Regions from separate parts of the Mus musculus genome. Here region 2 is linked to region 1. The links are chromatin contacts, called in public Hi-C maps. All regions are on one chromosome and are shown on one strand. The core of a region is the stretch at or near the end of the contact, and the rest is flanking DNA. Distances in the headings are between cores, read along the strand shown. Region 1 holds the start of Elavl1 (ELAV (embryonic lethal, abnormal vision)-like 1 (Hu antigen R)). Region 2 holds the start of Mcph1 (microcephaly, primary autosomal recessive 1).

What was found. A called contact is a pair of places that touch in the nucleus more often than the background predicts.
Region 2: a contact with region 1 is called in a Hi-C map of B cells, with 5 read pairs. The contact joins the promoter of Mcph1 here to the promoter of Elavl1 in region 1. A contact is called at or near these places in 1 of 39 promoter capture datasets (cranial neural crest) and 1 of 484 Hi-C or Micro-C datasets (B cells).

The regions. Positions count from the first base shown.
Region 1 is chr8:4,323,836-4,326,535 of GRCm38.p6, reverse strand. Elavl1 (ELAV (embryonic lethal, abnormal vision)-like 1 (Hu antigen R)) reads left to right here and starts at 1,436. Exons shown (of 6, transcript NM_010485.3): 1 at 1,436-1,650. It also overlaps a transcript of Ccl25 not described here.
Region 2 is chr8:18,593,865-18,596,564 of GRCm38.p6, reverse strand. It overlaps Mcph1 (microcephaly, primary autosomal recessive 1), which reads right to left and starts at 1,434. Exons shown (of 14, transcript NM_173189.3): 1 at 930-1,434. The coding sequence starts at 969.

The DNA.
Region 1 (2,700 bases), core at 187-2,686:
ATGACTCAGCTGAACAGACATTGGTTGCTGAGTGTAAACCTGAGTTCAACCCCCATATCTCTTATGACGGAAGAACTGACGCCTCCAAGTAACCCTTTGACTCTCACATAGATGGTCACACAAACACATGCATATTATAATATATACATATTATACACATATACACAAACACCATCCTTTAAAAACACGTACATACATACAAACAAATACATACATAATATAAAAATTTTGAATATAACTTTTTTTCAAATCCTGTAGAACTACTTTTAAAAGGTTACCTACACGCAGCGGCTGTGTTGCAGGCCTGTAATCCTAGAACTTGGGAGATGAAAGCAAAAGGATCATTTCACTGACATCCTTCGTTACACAGAAAGTTTAAGGCCAACCTGGATCATATGAAACATCACCCTAAACCCCAGCAATCAGGAAACAGAGGCAGGCAGATCTCTATGAGGCAATGGTCAGCGTGATTTATAAGTTCCAAGCCAGGACTACTTAGGAAGATCCCGACTAAAAGAAAACAAACACGCTAAAAAACGGTGGACAGAGGTAGAGACAATAGAGAAGTTTTCAATCAAACAGGGTGGCATATACGTTTCTGATAGCACTAGTCCAGAACAGCAGCCTCCAAAAGGCACAGGCAGTTGTTTTTCTGGTCACTGCCCGACTGCCTGGCACATAGTAGGCATTTTAAATTTCGAAGGAAGTGGGGCTGGAAAGATGGCTCAGCAATTAAGATCACTGGCTGCTTTTACAGAAGACATGGGTTCAGTAGTCGGCTCCCAAACGCAGTTAACAATAGTCCCCCGGAGGATCCGACCTTCTCTCTGACTCCCATCTGCACTACACGCATATGGTGCACAGGGTTAACATACATGCAGGCTGAACACCCATGCATACACACTAAGAAAAATCTTAAAACCAAGAAATTTTAACTTTAGATTCCCAGAGGCTGACCATGCTGACCACATCCTTTAACCCGCTTCACCAGATAACAAAACTGAGGCCCGGCTCAGTGACGTCAGCCGGTGCTCAACTGCAGGCAGACCGGAAATGTCCGGGCCGGGATTCGAATCGGGGATCCTGTCCTCCTAGCGAGGGCTCCCGATGACCAACTTGCTTTCTCTGGACGTAAGCGGCTGCACAGCCCGCATTGTGAGGATCACACGACGTGCGTTCTATAAAGAGCGCCACTCTTTGGCCTCGACGTCCAGACGGCGTCCACTGCGGGCCAGGCTCCAACTCACCCTCTCCGCGGCCATCGCCAGCCACTTCGCGACTCCACTGGGCGCCTTGGTCCACCGCGGACGACGCCGACAGGAAGTCCCGCCTACGCCGCGCGCACCCGCGTACCGCGACAGCCATGCCAACCAATGAGCGTCGCTTCTTCAAAGACACTGACCAATAGCAGAGCGCGCTGAGCAGGGGGCGTGTCTGGGCCGCGGGGCCGGGGAGCGGGTCGTGCGCGCTGAGGAGGAGCCGCAGCCGTCGCCGTCGCCGTCGCCGTCGCCGTCGCCGTCGCCGCTACCGCTACCGCTACCGCTCTGCCGCCGCCGCCGCCGCCGCCACCGCTGCCGAGGCCGTGCGGAGCCGTTATCGCCGCGCCGCCCGCCCCGGAGCAGAGTCCCGGGCCTTCCCGCCCGTGTTCAGGTGAGGCCGGAGGCTTCGGCGACTTCCGAAAGAGTAGGCCGCGCTAGGGCCTGAGCTCGCCTAGCCCCACGGGCGTCCGCCGGGCCTGCACCGGCCGAAGGCCCCAGGCCGCGGTAGGCCTGGGTATGGAGACGCGCGTGTGGGCCGCGGCTGGGCGAATGGGAACCGACTCTGTTTGATTCAGGTTGGCGACAAGCCTCCGCCGGGCCAGATTCCTCTGGGCTCCCGCGAGAGAGGCGGGAGAAGGACACAGCGTGGGCACGCGCTTTGGGGGGCCGGGCTCCGAGGCTTGGGGGGCCCCGGATAGTTGATCTCGGAGGCCCGGTGATCCGGGGGTGGAAGAGTGGAGCGAGGACCTTGGGCGCCAGAGGTCATGGCCCACAGACTTGCTCCCTCGGGAAATCCCATAGATTTCTTTTGTGGACGATTTTCTGGACACACCGCGACGAATCATGAGGTCCTTTTAGAAGTGTGCAAACCTTTCGTCTGTGTGTAGAAGTCTAGAAGAGAAAGGGGAAATTTTTTCTTTGATCGCCATCTCTAACAAAGCTGTTTTAGGGACGTTTTCATTTGTAAAATAACGTGTAAATATTAAAAAGGCAATTGCACGCTGTTGAACAATGGGTAGTGATGATGGATCTTCCCTTTCTCTTGTCTTCTGCTGCTAAAGCATGCCAAAATGGGTTTGACGCCTACTATGTGGAGAGCAGGTGGAGAACTTTTTTGCACTAGACAGAGCTTCCATTATCGGAAGTGTCCATGTGGGACACCGCTGGCCAGAGCTCTAGAAGAGGCAAGATCGGATGTTAAAGCTTTCTTAACCTCCTTGTTACAGGCAGTTAGAGTCAGATAATGGTTGGTTGGGAGGGCCTGGCTGCCCTATGCATTGCAGAAAGTTGGATAGCATGCCTGGCTTCTTCTGCCTACTGAGTATTAGCATCTCTGCCTCCTACTTCTTCCAGTTGTGAGTACCAAAAACACATTGAGGCGTTGCTAGGGTTCTTTCTCTCGTTTTTTTCCCTCCACCAAAACACATACACAGAGAGGTGA
Region 2 (2,700 bases), core at 185-2,684, about 14 Mb before region 1:
TGGGTATCTTAGCACATAGTGATTATAAAGTAGAGGCAAGAGTTCTACGCCAAAGCATGTGGTGGTGGTGTATCCCTTTAAAACCAGTATTTGAGAGGCAGAGGTAGGCAGATCTCTGAGGTCAGCCTGGTCTACAGACTGAGACAGAGTTTCCAGGTCCAGGAAGGCTAGAGCCACAAGAGAAACTTTGTTACACAAGCAAGCCCACACCCCCACCCCACACCCCCAAACCAAATTAAAAAACAGAGATAAGTCAGCCTCAGCTACATAGCAAGTTGGAGGCAAACTTGCTTTCTAAAATAATAAATAAAAATTTAAATATATATACACATATATGATATAAATATAATAAACACATAGCTATAATAAATATAATATATAAATATATAAAATATATTTATACTTGGAATCTCCTCACCCAGGGTCCCATGTTCTGAGCACGTGTTAGCACGACAAAAATACAACAACAACAAAAAAAAAGGTGAGCTCCACAAGTGTCAGGCAGCTCTACTCAGGTAGGACCCTCCAGAGGCCATCACACTATTACCAAATTCTTACTTTTCCTGATCCCACAACTGCAGAGGCCATAGAGGCAAGAGGATCCCAGAAAGCTAAGACAGGAGCCTATCCTCCCGCCAGCTCTCCAGGGCTCAGCCTGCACCGGGGTGGGGTGGGGGGATTGGGGAACACATAGGGGTCGATGAAGGTCACAGGGTGAATGTATGTGGGGTGTCCACACAGGTGGTCGGGATCCTGAGTGAGGGGACTCCGGGTGTGAGGGAACCTAGGATGTGAGAGGACCTCGGGCGTAGGGAGCCCTGAGATGGGATGGGACCTGGCCTGGGAGCCGATCCCGGCGGCCCAGGCAAGACAACCAGGCGCTGGGAGCCTAGACCCCAGCCCCCTCCCTACTGGGCGTGTCTCCTCACCTTTCAGAAAGGCGCCCCCAACGCCTCCCGAGGCCTCCATGACCCGACCAGCTTGAAGCTGCGGGACCGAGCGTGCGCCGGCAGGAAGGCAGAGGGGTGCGCATGCGCAGGCCGTGCCCCCTGGGCTCGCCGCGTCAGGCTTAGGGGTGTGTGTGTGTGTGCGCAAGGGCTCCGGGTTCCCTTCCCTCGCCGAGAGCGCCCGGCTCAGTGACACACGACAGCCGAGACCTGATCGCTCACGGGCGGCCCTGAAGCTCTCCGGCGACCTGGCAGGAGTCAGCCCGCCGCACCGCGGCTTCAGGGCGCAGGTCAGCGCCGCGGTCGCTTGTCCCCGCAGGGTTCGCTCGTCCTCGTTGCGCAGCGCTCGGTGACCGGGGAGGGGACCCACCCGTGGGCCCTGCCTCAGCCCTGCACCCTGGAGCGCGAGCGGGACTGCTGCAGCGTCCGCGGGCCCTCTGGGTCTTCAAACCTCCCGCCCGCGAGTCTGCGAGGGGGCGGGTCGGACGCGGGCCCGCCTCCCCGCGCAAGGGCTGCCGGGAGAGGGAGGAGGACGGAGCCGCCTAGGGAGGACGGAAGCCAGGGAGTGCCTGCTCTTCTGTAGATAACAGTATCCTTTCGTCGCCTTAAGCGCCGGGCGTTAAAAACAAAAACAAAAAAACCACCCAACTGGTTTGGACAGACAGGTTGTTTTGGGTTTTGTATTTATTTGTTACACGTGTGAGTACTTTGCCTGCTTGTACATATTTGCACCACGTGCGTGCCTGGTGCCAGTGGAGGTCACTAGAGGGCGTCAGATCCAATTACACATGGTTATGTGCCACCATAAGGGAGCCAGGGACCAAATTCGGGTCCTCTGCTAGAGCAAATGTTCTTAACCACTGAGCCATCTCCTTAGCTCCTGGTTGGGTGTTTAGAGAGATGGCCTTGGTTTCTAGCTCACAACACTCAGCCCTTCTCCCGACTCAGCCTTCCCCAAGAGCTAGGATTACAGACTGGCCCAGCAATTTGGCTTTAAAAAAAAAAAAAAAAGATAATTTATATAGATATACACACACATATACATATATATATATTTCAAAATTATTTTAAATGTACATATTAAAATATATAATATATATAATTTTAAAAAGCCAAATTCCGAGTGATGAGCTGTTAATGGGAATTCACGAATTGAAGCATCTTCACTAACACAGTGGGAGAGCTTTCACTAGGCAGTGCAAAGAGAAACTCAAGACAAAATGGCTGCTTAAGGTGCCCAGTAACATACCACAGTGTCTGCTGGCCTCCAGGCTTACGTGGTACCTGTGGCTCCTTTTAGCGTTTCTCAACCCACCTCCTGCTCTAAACTTCTCCAGCTCTTGGGCTTCAGTTCCCCAAGCTTCTCATTCCTATATAACCCCGCCATTTCAGGCTGGTACTTAGTCCTACTGACCCTCTCTCTCTCCCCCCTCCCCTCCCCCTGCTCCTCCCCCTTTCCCTACCCCACCCTCTGTCCTCTCTTTTGCTTTTCTCTCTTCTCTTCCACCTTTCTTCCCAGTGCCCACTCCTCTCATGGCCTGACCTACCCTGCTGGCCAAGTCCGATAGAGAGCTTTCTCTCCCTTCTGTGGACTTTTCCAGATGCCTCAGGCTGAACTCTCCCTCCGATCTAAATAACCCTCCCCTCGGCTGTATGCTCTCACTTTATACAGGCAGTAAGAGCAGGACTAGGATTCCTGAGAAGGGAACACAGAATCAGAACCATGGCTTGGTTCTCAGACTTCCTTATTTGG